Regions from separate parts of the Mus musculus genome. Here regions 1, 2, 3, 4 and 5 are each linked to region 6. The links are chromatin contacts, called in public ChIA-PET, Hi-C, HiCAR-type and HiChIP or PLAC-seq maps. All regions are on one chromosome and are shown on one strand. The core of a region is the stretch at or near the end of the contact, and the rest is flanking DNA. Distances in the headings are between cores, read along the strand shown.

Evidence for each region. A called contact is a pair of places that touch in the nucleus more often than the background predicts. ChIA-PET counts read pairs in DNA pulled down with a chosen protein or histone mark. HiCAR-type assays count read pairs that join an accessible place to other places. HiChIP or PLAC-seq counts read pairs in DNA pulled down with a chosen protein or histone mark.
Region 1: a contact with region 6 is called in an H3K4me3 HiChIP or PLAC-seq map of the 230-238 cell line, with 9 read pairs. The contact joins the enhancer-like site here to the promoter of Zfp326 in region 6. A contact is called at or near these places in 3 of 39 promoter capture datasets (cranial neural crest, liver and maxillary cranial neural crest), 3 of 115 datasets of contacts at active chromatin or transcription factors (the 230-238 cell line, embryonic stem cells and large pre-B cells) and 1 of 9 other capture datasets (macrophages).
Region 2: an H3K4me3 HiChIP or PLAC-seq map of the 230-238 cell line shows a contact between it and region 6, with 6 times the contacts expected there. The contact joins the promoter of Gbp9 here to the promoter of Zfp326 in region 6. A contact is called at or near these places in 2 of 39 promoter capture datasets (the C10 cell line and pre-B cells), 1 of 484 Hi-C or Micro-C datasets (embryonic stem cells), 2 of 115 datasets of contacts at active chromatin or transcription factors (the 230-238 cell line and large pre-B cells) and 2 of 9 other capture datasets (adipose tissue and liver).
Region 3: an RNA polymerase II ChIA-PET map of memory CD8 T cells shows a contact between it and region 6, with 10 read pairs. The contact joins the promoter of Gbp6 here to the promoter of Zfp326 in region 6. A contact is called at or near these places in 4 of 39 promoter capture datasets (the 3T3-L1 cell line, 3T3-L1-derived adipocytes and liver), 2 of 115 datasets of contacts at active chromatin or transcription factors (astrocytes and memory CD8 T cells) and 1 of 9 other capture datasets (liver).
Region 4: a contact with region 6 is called in a Hi-C map of pro-B cells, with 6 times the contacts expected there. The contact joins the promoter of Gbp4 here to the promoter of Zfp326 in region 6. A contact is called at or near these places in 2 of 484 Hi-C or Micro-C datasets (CD4 T cells and pro-B cells), 1 of 115 datasets of contacts at active chromatin or transcription factors (large pre-B cells) and 2 of 9 other capture datasets (adipose tissue and liver).
Region 5: a HiCAR-type map of astrocytes shows a contact between it and region 6, with 2.2 times the contacts expected there. The contact joins the promoter of Zfp644 here to the promoter of Zfp326 in region 6. A contact is called at or near these places in 8 of 39 promoter capture datasets (the 3T3-L1 cell line, the HPC-7 cell line, hippocampal neurons and 3 more) and 1 of 115 datasets of contacts at active chromatin or transcription factors (astrocytes).

The regions. Positions count from the first base shown.
Region 1 is chr5:105,352,143-105,355,832 of GRCm38.p6, reverse strand. No RefSeq gene overlaps it. Among named protein-coding and RNA genes, the nearest start is that of Gm26519, 47 kb to the left of the region's middle. Within about 2 kb of position 1,557, at least 31 of the 459 cell types and tissues checked have an H3K27ac peak or open chromatin away from gene starts, as enhancers often do. A contact at or near this core is called in the 230-238 cell line and liver, where this site is marked.
Region 2 is chr5:105,108,251-105,111,642 of GRCm38.p6, reverse strand. It overlaps Gbp9 (guanylate-binding protein 9), which reads left to right and starts at 1,351. Exons shown (of 11, transcript NM_172777.4): 1 at 1,351-1,438.
Region 3 is chr5:105,292,186-105,295,529 of GRCm38.p6, reverse strand. Gbp6 (guanylate binding protein 6) reads left to right here and starts at 1,831. Exons shown (of 11, transcript NM_194336.2): 1 at 1,831-1,904.
Region 4 is chr5:105,138,263-105,141,509 of GRCm38.p6, reverse strand. It overlaps Gbp4 (guanylate binding protein 4), which reads left to right and starts at 1,924. Exons shown (of 12, transcript NM_001359079.1): 1 at 1,924-2,030; 2 at 2,693-2,791. The coding sequence starts at 2,777.
Region 5 is chr5:106,694,969-106,698,228 of GRCm38.p6, reverse strand. Zfp644 (zinc finger protein 644) reads left to right here and starts at 1,399. Exons shown (of 10, transcript NM_001363318.1): 1 at 1,399-1,697; 2 at 2,530-2,586.
Region 6 is chr5:105,874,785-105,878,350 of GRCm38.p6, reverse strand. Zfp326 (zinc finger protein 326) reads right to left here and starts at 1,783. Exons shown (of 12, transcript NM_018759.2): 1 at 1,653-1,783. The coding sequence starts at 1,668.

The sequences.
Region 1 (3,690 bases), core at 308-2,807, 520 kb after region 6:
CCTGCATGAGAACTCAGTAGCTGTGCAGAAGGCAGCTGACCACTACAGTGGGTAGAAGGCCCAGTGACTGAGGCTCCCCTCAGACATGTTCCAGAGGCTGCTGATGCTCACACAGCCTGTGAGAAGGAAGTCATTGTTGTCTTTTCAGTTGTGAATAAGTCACATTTTTGATTCTTGACTTATTCCAAGTCTTAATACACCAGAAACTACTTCTCATGAGAGGTAGTCAAACTGACATTTTTACTAGGTTCTTTGAAAATTCCTTTCTGTTTTTTCCCATTTGGTCACATCTCTGTACATTTTCCTTGTAGGAATCAGTAGTAGATAAGGAGGTGATTTGTACAGAAGAATGAAGAGACATCTGTGATCACCAAGGGAGAGCTGGTCAACTTCAGCGGCTCTCAGAGAGAATTCAGCCCCTAAGGTTTCAGTGTCTGAAGGTCGTGAGGGAGAAGACTGAGCATGACTATTGAAGGGTGCTCAAGAGAGGAGTGAAGGTAAAGAGCTGGGAGCATGGGGGAGGAGTGAGGGTGAGGAGCAGGGAGCACAGGAGAGGAGTGAGGGTGAGGAGCAGGGAGCACGGAAGCTATGAGGTGAGCATGAGGAGGTGTCTGATGGTGTTGACACACTACAGCTCCTGAAAAACCTGAGAAAACAAAGCACCTTACCCTCTTTTCAGCCTTGAGAACCAAACTCAGGGACCTGAATGATGACCTATTATACCACCCAAGATCATGTATGTGCATGTGTGTACATGTATGTGCCTGTGTGAGTGTGTATGTCTGTGCACTGTATTGTGTGTGCATGTATGTGTGTGTGTGCATGTGTTTGTGTGTGTGTGTGTGTGCATGTCTGTGCACTGTACTGTGTGTGCATGTATTGTATATGTGCATGTGTGTTTGTGTGTACTTGTGCATGTCTGTGCACTGTAATATATGTGCATATGTGTGCACATGTGTGTGCATGTTCATGCTCATGTGTGCAGCAGGCCTGTATACATTCGGTTGAAGTATAGAAAGACTTTAAGAGTGCCAAGCATATACTTGCTATGAAATTGTGAGTCTGCTAGCAAACACAGAAGCTCACAGTCAGCTATTGGATGGATCACAGGGTCCCCAATGGAAGAACTAGAGAAAGTACCCAAGGAGCTAAAGGGATCTGCAACCCTATAGGTGGAACAACATTATGAACTAATCAGTACCTCGGAGCTCTTGACTCTAGCTGCATATGTATCAAAAGATGGCCTAGTTGGCCATCACTGGAAAGAGAAGCCCATTGGACTTGCAAACTTTATATGCCCCAGTACAGGGGAATGCCAGGGCCAAAAAATGGGAGTGGGTGGGTAGGGGAGTGTGGGGGAGGGTTTGGGGGACTTTTGGGATAGCATTGGAAATGTAAATGAGGAAAATACCTAATAAAAATATTAAAAGAAAAAAAAAGAAATTGTGAGTCTGGGGGTTTGACTTTTGAGGATTCACCCTCTAAACTGAATGCTCTTCCAGCTTAGCAGAGTTGCCGGGCAGCCAGAGAGACAACCCTGACAAAGCTCAGCCCCTGAAAGGCATTTCCTGGAACATGATTCTGATGCAAACTGAAAGCAACTGAGCTGTTGTGTAAATGAGGCATTTCTAGGAACTCAGTTGCATTTTGTGTCAGCAAAATAGGAAAGTGATTTTTTTAAAGGCTCCAACAAGATATCCAACTACAAAATTAAAGTACAAAGGTTATTAAACTACTTACTCTGGTGAGATTTTTCTTCTTTTTAAAAAGTCTCTGTGTCTTTCTCTTTCTCTGTTCTGTCTCTCAGTTTCTTTCTTGCTGACTCTGTCTCTATGTGTGTGTGCATGCTGTGTGCACACACGTTTGTATGAATGCGTGCATGTTCATGTGTGTCTCACTGTGATGGAGGTCCTTGCTCTCCATGCTGTGTGAGGCAGAGCACCTCTTTTGTTTCTCAGTATTCTTCTGCCGCTGTCACGTGCCTTGCCACACTAGCACTGAGGTTGCATATGCACACTGCAGCCTCACATGGCCTCACATGGGGATCTAATCTCAGGTCCTCAGGCTTGAATGGCCAGGGATCTACAAACTAAGCCATGTGTCCACACCCCAGATACTTCTGCAGAGTGCTTGTAGACACTGCATTTTACACTGTCATACCTATGTGTCACATCTAGAAAGGCTTCCTGGCATGGGTGATGGTTTTGGTTGAAAACTTCACTGAAGTCTCAGAACTGTCATTGTGACTCTTCAGTGTCTGCTGTTTCCCTGCCCTCCACAGTTAAAGCCTCCCACAGGGCTTCCAAAGTCAGTGTGGCTGTGTGATTTTCAGCTGTCTGTGTTCGTGCACAGTCTTCCTGTCATCTCTCAGAGAATAGCTACTGAGAAAATATAGTAAAAAGGCAAAAGGAGAAGTTTATTATTTTAAGATCCAATGTAAATTCTTGATGAAAATGTTTGTAACAAAAGATTTATAAAATCTCTCAACATACCTTCAGAGCAGGGCAGGGGCATGAAAAAGAATATGAAAAAAAATGAAAAAAAAAAGAATATGAACACCAGAAGAGACCTGAACAATGAAAGAGTGATGCCTTAGTCCCATTAGAGAATGTTTTCATGGTCAACAAGAGTGGGAAAATAAGGTAAAGGAGAGGGTGCAGCCAAGCATAAGGGGTTGAGAGCCTGTGGGTTCCCTCACTTGTGACAGTCAGAGTCTTTAGAATAAATGGCATTCCAGATCTTCAGTGAGATCCCCACACTTGTCTTTGAGTTTTGGGGTCTCCTATTTGGAAGTGAGGTTCCCACAAAGTAATGAACTCAGTTCTGTGTCAGCTGACGCCATTGTTCCTAAGCCTAGGGCCACACTCCTGAGCACAGCATCTTGTCTGCTGCAGCAGGCTTCAGATCTGGACCCAGCAGCTTCTATGTCAGCCTTTGAGCTCACTCAGGCACCACAGGAAAATGGAGGAGCCTTCGATTTGCCTTTGCTTTTGGTGGGCATGTACTTAGAGACTGCATGTTCAAGTTAGAACCAACTTGGACTCAGTAGATGAGAGAGTCCTTGGGAAACAAGTGTGTTAGTGGATCTCTGAGAGCAACATCCCAGGAGGGGGAGGGCAAGCCCATCACAGGGATGCTAACTCTGCTTGGAATTGGCTGTATACAGGGGGTGAAATTGCCTGTTGTGGGAAAAAGTGCTTTGCTAGTCTCCTTGTGTTCTCACAGAATCCTTGGAAACAAAATAGAATAAAAAAAGAAAAAAAAATAAGTAAACTATAAGAAAAGAAAACACTCCCCGACACCATACAAACAAAACCAAACAAAAAACAAAGCAACTTGAGGTAAAATGTCTACACAAATACCAATGATCTCCTTTTGTGTTAGCCATCATATGCTGGGCATGGGTTCTACCTGTAAGTGTGGTTTATTACCCACTGTCTCCTTTGGAGAAAACAGATGTTTCCTTTGCAAGCAGATGTCAGTTGGAGATACCTTCTTGGTTAGGCATAGAGACTGTGTTCAGGACCCATCTCAGCACTGGGATCCCCTCTGACTTATACCTGTGCAGGTCCTGTGCATGCGTCAACTGTCTCTGAGTTTATATGTGTGTCAGTCTTGTGTCTGAAAGACATTTGTTTCCTGTTGTTTTCCATCACCTCTGGATCTCACAATCGTTTGCCTCCTCTTCCA
Region 2 (3,392 bases), core at 102-2,601, 770 kb after region 6:
TTTGTTTCTTTCTATACAGAAATAGGTATTTGATAATATTCATGATGAATAGAGAGAGAGTTCACTGAAGTAGAATTAAGGTACCAGTTTACCTCCATGCTGCTGACCTGCTCCTTTGTCCCTTTATCACTCTGAGTTCTGCACCTAATGTCTAGGAGAATAAATTAAGGACCCTGAAGCTAGGTGCCTGGATATGGCCCAGTCTCCAAGGGGTACTCCCTTGTTTAATCCTTCCTGTGAAAACACAATGGATCACACTCTGCAGCTCTCCCCACTGCTTTGTGTTTCATCCTTTACAAATGGTGTTCAATCTCCCATCAGGGACAAAGTTCAGATCCCAAACTGGCTGCCTTCCTAAGAGCTCAGAAAATAAAGCTTCATTTTTAAGCTTCCACCTCTGAAGTGAGTTTTCTTAGCTGCTACCCTGAACACAACTCCTACTTACTATTCTTTAATTACTTCTTTAAAAACAGTTTTCAGAACAACTGTTGTGTTTTCTGAAAAAGAAAAAGAAGCCAGGGATATGTGTGGTGGAGGTGGGGTATGGTGAAGTGGAAGGTGGTATGGGGGGTGGGGGCATGCTGAGGCATCCTGTCCTCCTGAGGTACCAGCCACACAATTGTATAGTATAGAATAGAGTTTATTTTGGACATGGACAGGGGATTTGAAAGGGTAGTAGAGACAGAGAAAGAGGAACAGAGAGAGGGAGACAGGAAGCAGGGAGAGGACTTGAGAAAGAAGAGGGTAAGAAAGGAAGAGAGGAAGATCTCAGGGAGAGAGATTGAAAGAGAGAGAGAGAGAGAGAGAGGGAGAGAGAGAGGGCAGAGTGGACAAGCAGCCCTTTTTATAGTGAGTCATGCCCAGCTCGCTGTTGTCAGGAAACTGTGGGACAGAGTCCAGAAAGAAATGGCAACAGTTATGGTTCCTGTTTTAGAAAACACGTTTAAAACATTAAAGCTCTTCACTCAAAAAGCACCTGGAATTTCCCCTGAGAGAAGCACACGTGCAATCCTCCCAGATTGTGTCATTTCCACTGATAGGGGTCTGGGTTTACTGTGCTTTATCTGTGCCTAGAAGGCTGAGGAAACTGGAGATGGGTTCCAAAGAAAGAGAATGTAAACTCTTTCCACAGTGGAGGCCTGCTGTCCCTTGGCTGCAACACAGTTTCTCACTGACTTTTCTGACACTAAGCATCCTCTGACCTCCCCTTCCAGTCTTGGCCAAGTTAACAATGCCTTGGCTTACTTTACTTTCAGTTTTGTTTCTGCTGCATCCTGTGTGTGTGTGTGTGTGTGTGTGTGTGTGTGTGTGTGTGTGTGTGTGTGTGGTCAGCGCACATAAAAGAGGAACAAAGAGAGCAGGAGGGAGGAGAGCAGAAGTGAGCCTGAGGAGGCAGCAGCAGCTGAGAACTGCACTTGGACCTGTGCTGTGGGACCAGGTATATTTACTTTTCCTTTCTTTAAGGAGCAACTTAGTCTGGACCTCAGCTTGATTTCCAAGTCAAAGGGGCAACTGAGGGAGGGGGAAGGGAGGCAGATTATGAGCTCTCTGGTCTGCAGGGGGCTGTGGCTGGCTTTAGGTCTAAGAGGTCAGTTTCTTTCCTCTGACAAAGGACAGATACAAAGTTGTAGCCTGACACAGCTGGCTGCCCTGCTCTGTTGGAGAAGCTGTGGGAAGAGCCCTGGTCCTGCCTCAGCTGGGACCACAGCTACAGCTCCTGCCCTGGTTCACAGGCAGCTGTAGTCAGAGGGAAGTCTTTCTGTGGAGGAACCCTGTGAGGAAAATTCAGCACAAGAGCTTGGCAAACCTCTATCTCGAAATAACTTAGTTCCTACCTCACTGACTTTGAATTAAGTGTAAGAAAATAGTCCAGTTCTCTCTTGATGTTTATGTTGTATGAGATGTAGAGATCACGTAGTGCTATGTGCATTTTGTTTGGGCTGCTAGTCTTATTTCACATGGAACTAAGCTGCAGAGAGCCTGGTTTCTGGAATTAAGTGATGTCACCTGTATCTAACGTCTTAGGATTTTGCACATTCTCTTTTCTTGGCATAATGTCTTCATGCTCATGTGGGACTAAAGACAGGGCAGGGGAGGTAGGTTACTGTGTTGTCTGGTCTGCAGGGTCCATGGATAGCCTTAAGTATATGAAGGTCTATAAAGTAGTGTGCAGTAGAATTTTATTCCTTTTTTTTTTTTTTTTTTTTTGCTGAATAACATTCTATTGTGCATGCTATCAGACTGTGTTAATGTATGCATCTGTTGGTGATCTGTTGGTGGGAGACTGGGCTGTGTCCACATTGTGGGTATTGTAAATACAGATGCTATGATCAATACAGCTCAAAGGTCCATCCAAGTCCTTGTTTTCTAGTTTGTTTATGTTGTAATCAAAGAAGAGCTTTTAGGTCAAACATAACTATATATTATCTCAGAAGTCAGGACTGTTTCCTGTGAGGTAATATTCTGTGTTCTAGGCTGCAGAGTACAGACACCTGAGTTGTTTAAATTCCAGGTGACATGTATTTGTTTTTGCCTTGTGTGGTAGCTGTCCTTGTGTGTATGAAGTGATGCTTTGTGATTTGATTGGCACTTCCTCACTGTTTTTCAAAGCCACGTTATAATGAACACTGGGTCTGAAGAATTATTGAGCAACAAAACCAAGTAGCTCTTAAAATAACTTCATTTATGCTAAACCTGCAAACATCAGCAAACCTAAGCAAACAATTTCAAATAAATATATATGTTAACCCAAAGCAAGCCTCAGCCTCACTGAGCTATAAGAAGCCAAATCACACATCATCAAGTGACTCTAGAATCTTTTTTTCTTCTTAAATTGGGTATTTTTTACATTTCCATTTCCAATGCTATCCCAAAAGTCCCCCACACACTCCCCCACCCACCCACATCCACTTCTTGGCCTTGTCGTTCCCCTGTACTGAGGCATATAAAGTTTGCACGACTAATGGGCCTCTCTTTCCACTGATGGCTGACTAGGCCATTTTCTGATGCATATGCAACTAGAGACAGGAGCTCCAGGGGGGTACTGGTTAGTTCATATTGTTGTTCCACCTATAGAATTGCAGAACCCTTTAGCTTCTTGGCTACTTTCTCTAGCTCCTCCATTGGGGGCCCTGTGGTCCACCCAATAGCTTACTGCGAGCATCCACTTCTGTGTTTGCTAGGCCCCGACATAGTCTCACAAGAGACAGCTATATGAGGGTCCTTTCAGCAAAATCTTGCTAGTGTATGCAATGGTGTCAGCGTTTGGAAGCTGATTATGGGATGGATCCCCAGATATGGCAGTCTCTAGAAGGTCCATCCTTTCGTCACAGCTCCAAACTTTGTCTTTGTAACTCCTTCCATGGGTGTTTTGTTCCCAATTCTAAGAAGGG
Region 3 (3,344 bases), core at 582-3,081, 580 kb after region 6:
TTAAGGACCTTGAAGCTAGGTGCCTGGATATGGCCCAGTCTGATGAGTTAGAATGCCGGGTCTAGTCTCTACAGCACACTAGGCCAAGGCAGTTCCATGTGGAAGAGGTTTTATTGTAAGGGAGAGACAAGGTAGTGGCAGAAAGAGAAGGGTGAGAGAGAGTGAGGAAGGGGCGTTCTCCTCATTTATATGGAAAATGATGTAACACAGGTGAGTCAAGTGGATGTTGGGAATATGGTGCCTGTTGTCTTGGCAACCAGTCAGAAGGTAGCAGGTCATGCTGTCGCCTATGTGATGTCACAGGTTTGGGATGTCCTGATGCCAACACCGCCTCTAAGGGGTACTCCCTTGTTTAATCCTTCCTGTGAAATCACAATGGATCACTCTACAGCTCCCCCCTGCTTTGTGTTTCATCCTTTACAAATGGTGTTCAATCTCCCATCAGGGACAAAGTTCAGACCCCAGTCTGCCTCCCTAAGGGCTCAGAAATTAAAGCTTTCATTTTTCAGCTTCCATCTCTGAAGTTTTCTTAGCTTCTATATTGAACACAACTCCTACTTACTATTCTTTAATTGCTTCTTTTAAAATCAGGTTTTAAAATTGACTGTTGTGTTTTATGAAAAGAAAAAGAAGTCAGGTATATGTTTGGTGGCTGTCTGGTGTCTTAGTTAGGGTTTTACTGCTGTGAACAGACACCATGACCAAGGCAAGTCTTATAAAAAAACAACATTTAATTGGGGCTGGGTTACAGGTTCAGAGGTTCAGTCCATTATCATCAAGGTGGGAGCATGGCAGCATCCAGGCAGGCGTGGCACAGGCAGAGATGAGAGTTCTATGTCTTCATCCAAAGGCTGCTAGTGGAAGACTGACTTCCAGGCAACTAGAGTGAGGATCTTAAGCCCACAACCACAGTGACACACCTATTCCAACCAGGTCACACCTATTCCAACAAGGCCACATCTCCAAATGGTGCCACCCTCTGGTCCAAGAATATACAAACGTCATACCTGGTATGTTGAGGTGAAAAGGGGTACCTCTGAGGGCCAGTGTTGAAGCATTACCTTCTTCCTGAGGTACCAGCCACACAATTGTATAGTATAGAATACAGTTTATTTAAGACATGGAGAGGGGAGTTGAGGGGTTAGTAGAGACAAAGAAAGAGGGATAGAGAGGGGAGGAAGGAGGAGGAGGGACAGAGAAGAAAGAGGGTAAAAAAGGAAGAGAGGACAATTGAGCAAGAGAGGGGGGTATGTGAGGGTACAAGCAGCCCCTTTTATAGTGAGTCATGCCCACCTGGCTGTTGCCAGGTAATTGTGGGGCAGCCCAGAAGAAATGGCAACAGGGATGGTTCCTGCTTTAGAAAACACATGTTTAAAACATTAAACATGTTTGATCAGAAAGCACTGGGAATTTCCCCTGAGAGAAGCACACTTGCAATACTCCCGGATTTTGTAATTTCCACTGATGGCTGCCTGGGTTTTACTGTGCTTTATCTGTGCCAAGAAGGCTGGAGGAAACTGGAAATGGGTTCCAAGGAAAGAGAAGGTAAACAGATTCCACAGTGGAGGCCTGCTGTCCCTTGGCTGCAACAGAGTATCACACTGGCTTTTCGGGATAGACAGGAACCTCTGACCTCCCTTTCCAGTCTTGGCCAAGTTAACATGGCCTATTTTATTTTACTTTCAGTTTTGTTTCTGCTGCAGCATGTGATTTCTTTTAACTCCTTCTCTCTCTCTCTCTCTCTCTCTCTCTCTCTCTCTCTCTCTCTCTCTCTCTCTGTGTGTGTGTGTGTGGTCAGCTTACATAAAAGAGGAGCAAAGAGAGCAGGAGGGAGGAGAGCAGAAGGGAGCCTGAGGAGGCAGCAGCAGCTGAGAACTGCACTTGGACCTGTGCTGTGGGACCAGGTATATTTACTTTTCCTTTCTTTAAGGAGCAACTTAGTCTGGACCTCAGCTTGATTTCCAAGTCAAAGGGGCAACTGAGGGAGGGGGAAGGGAGGCAGATTATGAGCTCTCTGGTCTGCAGGGGGCTGTGGCTGGCTTTAGGTCTAGGAGGTCAGTTTCTTTCCTCTGATAAAGGACAGATACAAAGTGGCAGCCTGACACTGCTGGCTGCCCTGCTCTGTTAGACAAACTATGGGAAGAGCCCTGGTCCTGCCTCAGCTGGGACCACAACAGCTCCTGCCCTGGTTCACAGGCAACTGTAGGCAGAGGAAAGTCTCTGTGGAGGAACCGTGTGAGGAAAACTCAGCACAAGAGCTTGGCAAACATCTATCTGGAAATAACTTAGTTCCTACCTCACTGACTTTGAATTAAGTGTAAGAAGATAATCCAGTTCTATATTGATGTTTATGTTGTATGTGAGATGTAGAGATTACGTAGTGCTATGTGCATTTTGTTTGGGCTGCTAGTCTTATTTCATACATGGAACTAAGCTGCAGAGAGCCTGGTTTCTGGAGTTAAGTGACGTCACCTGTATCTAACTTCTGGAGATTCTGCACATTCTCCTTCCTTGGCATAATGTCCTCATGCTCATCTGGGACTGAGGGCAGGGCAGGGGAGGCAGGTTATGTGTTGTCTGACCTGTAGGAGTCTGTGTCTAGCCTAAGTCTATTAAGGTCTACAAAGTTGTGTACAGTAGTTAATTTTATTCCCTTCTTTGGCTGAATAATATTCTATTGTGCACATTGTCAGACTGTGTTAATGTATGCATCTGTTGGTGATCTGTTGGTGGGAGTCTGGGCTGTCTCCACAATGTGGGTATTGTGAACACAGCTGCCATGATCACTACAGCTCAAAGGTCCATCCAAGTCCTTCTTTGCTATTTTGTTTGTGTTGTAATCAAAGAAGAGCTGTTAGATCAGACATAAGTATTGATTTTCTCAAAAGCGAGGACTGTTTCCCATGAGGTAATATTCTGTATTCTTAGCCACAGAGTACAGACACCTGAGTTGTCTAAATTCTGGGTTACATGGATTTGTTTTTGCTTTGTGTGGTAGCTGTCCTTGTGTGTATGGTTTGATTGGCACTTCCTCAATATTTGTCAAAGACATGTTATAAGAAACAATGGGTCTATAGAATTGTTGTGCAACAAAAACAAGTAGTTCTTAAAAATAACAGCATTCATGCTTAAACTGTAAACATCAGCAAAACTAAGTAAACAATTTCAAATAAATATGTATGTTAACCCAAAGCAAGCTTCAGCCTCAGTAAGCTCTAAGAAGCCAAATCACACATGATCATGTGACTCTAGACTCTTACACCATGTCCCTCAGCATGGCAAAACAGAAATAGTGTAACGGAAAGTTTCTTCATTTTGCATCCATGTTTCCCTAATAAAACCTG
Region 4 (3,247 bases), core at 675-3,174, 740 kb after region 6:
GATACAGAAAATGTGGTACATTACACAATGGAGTACTACTCAACAATTAAAAACAATGAATTCATGAAATTCTTGGGCAAATGGATGGATCTAGAGGATATCTGGAGACCTAAGGAGATGCCTTATTCAGTGAACTGTTTGTTATGCAAGCATGGGGAAGTCAATTTGGATCTTCAGTGAAAAGCTGGGCATGGCAGTGTGTGCCTGTCATCCCAAGGCTGGGGTGGGGTCAGAGACAGCAAGGCCCTGAGGCTCACTTGTCAGCTAGAATAGCAAAGCAGTAAGAGGCACTTTTTCAAGACCTCAGCAAATACGTGCATTTGCACACCTGTGCTCACTCACACACACACACACCTCTCTCTCTCTTTTTCTCTTTCTCGATATAATATAGAAGAGAAACACAGGCAAAGGATCATAGAGATTTATCCTGATGTTTTGTAGATTCACTTGAGTGCTGAAGTGAACAAAAGGCTTAAGCAAGTGTTAGAGGCAGCCCTGCTCCTGCTGCTCCCCTCAATCCTGTCTCAGAAGTGCCACTCAACTGACAAGAGCTCCAGACCAGAGACTCCCCTGGCCTTAGTGGCATCCAAGAACCTGCTGACATGAACTTCTTCCCAGTCCTGGTGTGGACTCTTGTGTGAGTTCTACCTGGGCCTGCAAATAGGTGGCCATGCAGAGCTAACAGATGAATAGGGGGAGAGTTCACTGAAGTAGAATTAAGGTACCAGTTTACCTCCATGCTGCTGTCCTGCTCCTTTGTCCCTTTATCACTCTGAGTTCTGCACCAAATGTCTAGGAGAGTAAATTAAGGACCCTGAAGCTAGGTGCCTGGATATGGCCCAGTCTCCAATGGGTACTTCCTTCTTTAATCCTTCCTGTGAAAACACAATAGATCACTCTGCAGCCCCACCCAACACCCTCGCTTTGTGTTTCATCCTTTACAAATAGTATTCAATCTCCCATCAGAGACAAAGTTCAGATCCCAAACTGGCTGCCTTCCTAAGGGCTCAGAAAATAAAGCTTTCATTTTTAAGCTTCCATCTCAGAAGTGAGTTTTCTTAGCTTCTACCCTGAACACAACTCCTACTTACTATTCTTTAATTACTTCTTTGAAAACAGTTTTTAGATGGACTGTTGTGTTTTCTGAAAAAGAAAAAAGAAGCCAGGGATATGTGTGGTGGAGGCGGGGTATGGTGAGGTGGAAGGTGGTGTCTCTGAGGGCTCCTGCTGAGGCATCCTTTCCTCCTGAAGTACCAGCCACACAATTGTATAGTATAGAATAGAGTTTATTTAAGACATGGAGAGTGGAATTTGAGAGGGTAGTAGAGACAAAGAAAGGGGAACAGAGAGAGGGAGGAGGAAGCAGGGAGAGGACTGGAGAAGGAAAGAGGGTAAGAAAGGAAGAGAGGACTATCTGAGCAAGAGAGATAGAGATAGATAGATAGAGAGAGAGAGAGAGAGAGAGAGAGAGAGAGAGAGAGGGAGGGAGGGAGGGAGAGGGGACAGTGATGGTTCCTGTTTTAGAAAACACAGGTTTAAAACATTAAAGCTCTTCACTCAAAAAGCACCTGGAATTTCCCCTGAGAGAAGCACACGTGCAATCCTCCCAGATTGTGTCATTTACACTGATGGGGGCCTGGGTTTACTGTGCTTTATCTGTGCCTAGAAGGCTGGAGGAAACTGGAGATGGGTTCCAAAGAAAGAGAATGTAAATACTTTCCACAGTGGAAGCCTGCTGTCCCTTGGCTGCAACAGAGTATCTCACTGACTTTTCTGACACTAAGCATCCTCTGACCTCCCCTTCCAGTCTTGGCCAAGTTAACAATGCCTTGGTTTACTTTACTTTCAGTTTTGTTTTTGCTGCATCCTGTGTGAGTGTGTGTGTGTGTGTGTGTGTATGTGTGTGTGTGTGTGTGTGGTCAGCGCACATAAAAGAGGAGCAAAGAGAGCAGGAAGTGAGGAGAGCAGAAGTGAGCCTGAGGAGGCAGCAGCAGCTGAGAACTGCACTTGGACCTGTGCTGTGGGACCAGGTATATTTAATATTTACTTTTCCTTTCTTTAAGGAGCAACTTAGTCTGGACCTCAGCTTGATTTCCAAGTCAAAGGGGCAACTGAGGGAGGGGGAAGGGAGGCAGGTTCTGTGCTCTCTGGTCTGCAGGGGGCTGTGGCTGGCTTTAGGTCTAGGAGGTGAGTTTCTTTCCTCTGACAAAGGACAGATACAAAGTTGTAGCCTGACACAGCTGGCTGCCCTGCTCTGTTAGACACACTATGGGAAGAGCTCTGGTCCTTCCTCAGCTGGGACCACAGCAACAGCTCCTGCCCTGGTTCACAGGCAACTGTTGTCAAAGGAACATGTAGGAACCTTGTGCGGAAAATTCAGCACTTGACCTTGGCAAATATTTTTTGGAAATAAACTTAGTTTGTACCTCATCATCTTTTTAAGTTTAGTAAGTAGTCAAGCTCTGTCTTGGTGTTTAGGGTTTGTGTGTGTGTGTGTGTGTGTGTGTGTGTCTGTGTGTCTGTGTGTGTGTGTGTGTGTGTGTGTGATGTAGAGATCACATGGGCTCTCTGCATTTTGTTTGGGCTGCTCTTCTTATCTCATTAAAGGGATTAAGCTGCAGAGAGACAGTGTTGTGGAATCTGTGACTTCTGGGGATTGACACATTCTCTGTCCTTGGCATAATGTCCTCAGGCTCATCTGGGACTGGAGTGCAGAGGAGGGGAGGCAAGTTATGTGTTGTCTGACCTGCAGAGGTCTGTGGCTGGCTTTAAGTCTATGAAGGTCTACAAGGTAGTGTACAGTAGTTAATTTTATTCTCTTCTCTGGCTGAATAATATACAATTTGGTGTGCCATCACATTGTGGTGGGAAACTGGGCTTAATCCACATTGTGGGTATTGTGAACACAGCTACCATGATCATTAAAGATCAAAGGTCCATCCAAGTCCTTTTTGCTAGTTTGTGCTGAAATCAAAGAAGAGCTGTTAGATCAAATGTAACTTTCCATTGTCTTAGAAACCAGGATTGTTTCTCATGAGGAAATATTCTGTGTTCTTAGCTGCAGAGTACAGACACCGGAGTTGTTTAAATTCTGGGTTACATGGATTTGTTTTCCCATTGTGTGGTAGCTGTCCTGATGAGTATGAAGTGATGCCTTGTGGTTTGATTTGGACTTCCTCAATGTTTGTCACAGGGACTGAAGAATTATTGAGGAACAATACCATGTAGCTCTTAAAATAACCTAGTT
Region 5 (3,260 bases), core at 150-2,649, 820 kb before region 6:
ATCTGAAATGTGCCCTGAAGTATGCAAGGCTTGGTTCCAGGTGATAGGCCTTTGAGTTCTGCAGGTTAACAGACCTGGTGGGTCAGGAGACATGGCTCACTGGCCAAGAGTACCTTATGTGCTTGCTGGGGACTCAGGATCAGGTCCCTTGTGATATTTCCACATGATGGCCTGTCATTTGCAGCTCCAGTTTCAGGTCCTTCCTGAGGCTCATTTGGACTCTGTGGTACCAGGCATGAAGCATGCGGTGCACAGCCATACATTCAAGCAAAACCCAAACTCATGAGATGAGAATAAGTCTCTAAAGTGCATCTCCTCCAAGCAGTTGGCTGAAAATGGACACAGATTTATTTGTTGTGTATCTATCTATTCGTATATATGAAGGAAAGCTTTCATTTTGAAACAGCTCAACAGTCTAATCTCTCTTTGCCACTTTAGGTTGTAATGAACTTGAACAGGTGACAAGAATGCCTGACACACACACAGCATGAACTCTAGTTGTCAGCAGTTACTAGCAAGCGAAATAATTAGAGTGGATAGTGAAATGTTCGTTCTTTGGGATACATTTGCTGCTTCTGAAGGCACCGTTTTTCAGGAAAGATACTCCCATTCTTGACAAATAAATGTAATTATGGTGTATTCCTGTGAATGTTAATAATATCTCGAAGGCTTGGAGGTGCATAGTTCATGATTACTGCTTAACTACTAAAAAACGTTTTAAAGTTTTTCATGAGAAAAAGTTCAGCGAAACCAAAGAATTTAGTAAGGCAGGCCCATCAGAGTATTCTAGAACGTTTAGCTCACCTTCAACAGGTTAGGAACTTGTTGACTCGGTTCAAAAGCAAAGCGAATACCTCTAATTAGTGCGCTGCTTCCCTCAGAAGCCCATGGCTGAATGCTTGTTAAAAGGGAGATTTAGAAGACCCTCTGGGGAATCTATTGATTACCTGAAGAGTTAACCAGCATTTCTGACGTCTCTTTGCATGACTCCAATTTGGACAATCAAGGCATGTTCCTTAGTGCAGAATCTGCCCTTGCAGAGTCCAAGGAACCCAAATCCGGGCCTTCTTTTTGGGTGTCTTGTCTGGGTAACTGAATTTCTATACCTGATGCTTTTGCCACCTGGCCTGTTTAACATCATAAAACCTGTCTGTGCCAGTTCTCCAAGGTAGGCCTGATATATGTTGCTGGTTCTTTCAACAGCTGGAAAAGGGAACAGGTTTTTGGCAAACTAGCGATTGCAGACACCAGAGATGGGCCTATTCCACCTTAAAGGGCCTAGGCATTCCTGGTACTTGGGTCTTGCAGAGTTTGGTCGCCACCATATTTGGAGCGTGCCTACTTTGGGGCGGGAACCTCCTCCGGAGTGGTTAGGTCACCGCTGGGGGAGGTGACCTTGTTTGGTTTTGGCACGGGAGAGCAGCGGTGCAGCGTTGCTGCCGCCCCCCGTGGGTCTGATTGGCACGGGAGCTCCGGCGGCCCGAGAGCACGGGCGCGCCTCGCTGGCTTCCCCCGGCGGCCGGCGGCCAGGCAGAGGCGGGAAAGCCGCGCGCCTGCGCCGTGGGAACCGAGGCCGGAGGCGAGAAGCGGGGAGCGGAGGGGGCCGTTGGAGCCGAGTAGCGTACAGAGCGGCGTGTGACGCGGGGACGCCGCGCGCTCCCAACGTCGCCCCGGTTTGACGCACACGGCACCAAACTGTGAGTTTCGGGGGTCTTATTCGGTCGGATTAGCCCCGGCCCCGGCCGCGTTTCGGACGTCCGGGCTGAGGCGGTGGCGGGACTGAGGGTGGCGGAAGAAGTTGTGGGGGGACCCGGCCCGCGGCGCTCGGGCCCGGGGAGCTACGCCCTAGGCTGGCTCCCAACCCTCGGAAAGGACGCGTTTTGCCGCACAGGCTAAGATGGCGGCTGCTGCCGAGGAGGCGGAGTTGCTGCTGCACAAGGAGCCCGGGCCGCGGGGTCCGGGAGGCGGCGGTCGCGGGGGGCCGCGGAACCTTAGGTGAGCGGCGGCGGCCGCCGCGGGGCGGGACTCGGAGGCGGGCGCGCGGGGCGGGGGGTGCCTTTCCGCTGCGGCGGCGGCGGATCCGGTGGCGGACACAAAGGGGCCGAGCCGGGCTCTGGACTCGGGGGGTTTTGTTTAGTCACATGTAGCGGAGCAGCCAGTGAGCGGTAGGGGGAAGGGGGCCGAGACCCGGAGGTCCGGGGAGCCCTGCGGTCGCCATTGTAACTCCCCGAGTAACGGGGGCGGTCCGAGAGCAGTCAGGCGGCGCCCCGTGCGCGGCTAGGCTACTCTGTCCGGGCCTGTAGCCCCGGCCCTGGAGGTAACTGTCCACACCCCTCCCCTGACTTTGGGACCAGAGCGCATAGCCTTCCCCTTCTTCCCACTGGTCTGCAACATCTTGTGCCGCTAAGTGCCTGAGAAGTAACTCCAAGAGGTAAAAAAAAAAGAAAAAAAAAGAAAAAAAAACACTCGAAGTGTTTGGGTGGCCACGGGGCTTGGTGGGTATCTAGCTAAAGCTTTTTGCCTCTCCAGGTCTGATTCCCTGGCCTTTGTGTCCCTGGGAGCTTAATCTCTGCCAGAGGAAAGCAGGTGTGTGCTCCGTCCACTCCTCCCGAGAACATGAAGATGAGTTGTCCCAGACCCTTCCCCGTGATTGGAAACTTAGGTGGTTTCTTGTTGCGAGACTTCCACAGACGACTCTCGTGTTGGGATCCATCCATGGTTTAGCGACATTAGTGGAAAAGTTCTCTTCAACTGTTAAAATAATACTGACTTAAATGTAGTTGTTATAAAACTTTCGTATTAGCTTTCAAATTTTATGTGATAAAACTCAACGAGGGGATGCCCACGGCTTGTGGCCCTGAAATGATGTTGGTCCTGTTGTGTGCACAAGTTAATTTCCACAGAAGTATCCAAACACCATCACGTGTTGTGGCCAGTCCTGACTGATGCCAAGTTTACTGCATCTGGGAGATGTGTTGGATTTGCCTTAATCGTGTTGTAGTTTAGTTAATTTTGGCCCCACGAAGGAAAGTGTTTCAGAACCTAAACAACTAAAGTTCCCCAGATCAAGAAAACCTGCTTCAGGGCCATGTGTAAGTATCTAGGGAACTAGGTGTCAGCTATACAGCTGTACCTTATTTCCAGTAGGTTTGGTAAGAAAGAAATGGAGATTCTATATTGAAGTTATAATTCAGTGTAGACCTTTAAACTGGTGAAACCTGAGTGCTTGACTGGTACTAATGCAGTTTGTATGTTGCTGT
Region 6 (3,566 bases), core at 534-3,033:
TGTATCCATCCAGGCATAATGTTAAAGCCTTTATTTAACTCTACAAATAAAGACTGGAAGAACGGAATTGAATATGGAGCTTCTAGATATAACTGAACCCTGGCACATGACAGGATCAGAGTCAGATACACTCAAATCTACAGCCCAACTGCAGCATTGGTGGCTACGGATGGGCTGTTAAGAGATTATTTATCTCTAACATTGTTCATTATTTTTATCATAAGTATAATGAAAGCAAATACTCCAAATCTGACCGCTATTTTTCAATCCTCTACAGAAAATGGATTTCCTTACTGACTGACTCCTCCCACTCTGCACACACTACAAGGTTAACTTCTGGCACACCACATAGGTTGGTAGTGTCATCAAACTTTGGTCTAAAACATACTTTTTCTCTTCAATGTCAACTCTGACTAGTGCACATAGTAGTAATTTAGAGTCACCTATATCAGAATGAGTCACTGTCCAACCCCGAAGCACAAGCAGGACGGTATGCTATCCTGAAGAGCTGAACTATATTTCAAAGCAACCGAAAAGTACTCCGAAAAGGGTGATTCTTTTTCCTATATTTACACTTGACAGCCTCAACCTCTTGTAGCAAATCAAAAATCAAAAGCTCATGCAATACGACCTACGCCAAAAAAGCACACCTCATTCAATGTCAAAGCCCATTTCTGGTGGAGGCAGAGGCTTCCTTCACAAGAAATGAACCGGTTTTATTTAGAAATACCTAGTTCCTCGAGATTACACCCAGTTTAATCCTACAAACTGTTCCTCGGCTCCCTAACACTATCACTACTGTTGATCACTTTATCTTGACACTGATTCCTATAAAAGTTGAGCAAGGTTTGAAGATACCAAATTAACTGTACTTCACGGCCAGGGAAAGCTGAAAAGCAACGTTACAATTCGGTTTATTTAACCAGCAAGTCCAACACGGGCTGCTGTGCACCGATCTAGCTGAACGTGAAGGGCATCTGGGGCTTGCTGTGCCAGAATTCTAACTTAGGTAGCATTCATACACAAGCCCCACCACTACCACCCCTAAAAACAAAAATAATAATGATAATGCACTGGGTCACGGAGCTGTTTCAGACGCGGTATTCACTAGCAGGTAACCTGGGTGAGATATTAGACAGCTCGGTCGGCTACGTGGTAATAACTTGCAGATTCTGGTTCTGGGGGAACCGAAGCCCATCTCGATGGAACGCCTAGAGACGCCCTTTATACTCCTCTCACACGGAGAAGCATCGCACGAGCCCGAGGCAGCCTGTGTCGAGCAAGATTCCAGAGCCCGGGGCGACACGGTGAGGACCGGCTCCACCCGCCACCGGGTCGCTGCCCCGAGGGCCCCGTGGGCCCCGTGGGCCCGGTCGCCGCTCGGCGAGGCCAGGAAGTTGCAGGCGGCCGCGGACGAGGCCCCGAGGCTCGCAGCTAGGCCGACCCCCTAGACAGCAGGGCCCCGGGCCGGCCGCACCCCCACGTGGGGCTCCCGGACCACAGGGCTCCGGGCCGGGCCCGCGGTCGCTGCGCGGCCCACAGAACAAAGCCACACGGCCATCTTGAGGCGGTAAACAGACCCCCGGCGCAGGCCGCCCGCCGCCCTCCCTCCCGCCCGCCCGCCACGGCGGCCCGCCCCGCGCGCCGCTCACCGTCCTCGAAGTCCATGCTCGACGCCGCGGGGCTGACGGTCTCCGCGCTGCGCTCGCTGTGGCCCGCGGCAAGAGCCCGCGATACGGCAGTGTCCACACGACCGGCCCGCGCGACCGACAGCGGCGCTACTAGCCGGGAAGCCGCAGGCCACAGCGAGGCTGGGGGCGGGGTCGGGCGGGCCTGCCAGTCGTCGCAGCACCGCCTCCGATTGGCCGACGCGGGGTGGTGGGCGGGTCTCGCGAGGGGGGCGGGAAGCGAGGCAGTTGTCAGGCTCCTGGGTCCTGACCCTGGGGATCGCGGGGGACGGAAGGTGAAACGGGAGTGCGGAAGGCTGGAGAGGGATGTTCTGGAAGGACTCCGGTTGGCCGGCCATGTTGGAGCCTGGCAAGAGCAACCGGGTCCAGGAGGGAGTGCCTTTCTCTTGCAGAAACTCATTAAATGACATGGCGACCTTTGGCTACTGTTGGCTGAAGGAGTGAGGAGGAGAGATTTTTTTCACTACTTATGGAGTTCCTTCCTCTGACACACAGAAGTGTGGGGCGTGCACAGGAACCCTGATTGCCAAATAGGACAGGATCATAAGACTATCCCAAGACAGGCTGCTAGCCACTGCTGGGTTGAAGGTAGTAAAGCAACTGTGAAAGTTCACAGATGGGAAAGATTTGGCAGGAAGAAAGTAGTCCACCGTTCAGCTCGAAGGGGAGAGGGAGGGAGGGGGAGGAAGAGATTATTCCACTTTTAAAATTGTGTTGGAGCAGATGCAAAGGTATTCACTCAGGAACACTATGGGAAGACTCTTGTGGACTTGAACCACAGTTTTAAATAATTTTCTCTCTGTCCTCACAGAGCAAATGGCATTAACAACAAATTGGTTACCTAGATAGGAAGCCAGACATCAATTCTTTGCACTCAATTTGCTAGACTCAGTTCGGAGGAAGCCGGAAATAAAACTGGAAGCACAGGGAGGTATACCACAGTAGCCCCAAATCTGGGCACGGCTTTGTGTCCTCCTGCTCATCTCTTCCTCCTCCACCCTCCCTGACTCATCCTGTTCTCCACCCTTTCCCAATTCCTTCTCTTCTCCCCTCCCACACATGTTTTCTGTTCACCTGGGCTGAAAGCTGAACTCACAATTTCCCTTCTCAGACCTGCTTATCCTCGTGTATTCTCTTGGCTGTTCACGGGGCGGTGAGCAAACCGCCCACTAATCCCAGCCAGAAGGCTGACTCGGTCCAGTCCACTCGAGACTAGCTCACCGCTCTTTCAGCCTCCTACTTCCAATCCACACACTTTTGTATCTGCTTACCCCACCTAAGATATCTTAGGTCGGCCCCACCCTTTCCATTTTCGTGGCCACTACCTGAGTTAGGATACTCACTGTCTCCCTGCAAAACTCTTGCTTATACAGGGCTGGAGAGATGCCTCAGTGGTTAAGATCACTGACTGCTCTTCTACAGAGGTCTTGAGTTCAATTCCCAACAACCACAAAGAGATTCACAGCCATCTGTAATGGGGTCCGATGCCAACTGGTCATGTCATTCCCACATTAAGGCTCTGAGTAGATCTGTCCAATGCTGCCTAACATAGAACACAAACAAAAGGTAGAGATACTGCCTGACCCTTGCCCTCTCCCTGTATTCCCCTTCCTCTCACCCTGTTCTGTCTCTGTCTCTGTCTCTGTCTCTGTCTCTCTCTCTCTCTCTCTCTCTTTCGTCTTTATAAAGACTTTTTTTAAAGATTTATTTATTATATGTAAGTACACTGTTGCTGTCTTCAGACACACCAGAAGAGAGCATCAGATCCCATTTACAGATGGTTGTGAGCCACCATGTGGTTTGCTGGGAATAGAACTCAGAACCTCAGGTAGAGCACTTTAACACACACACCCCCTTCTATCCCACCACCCACCAGAG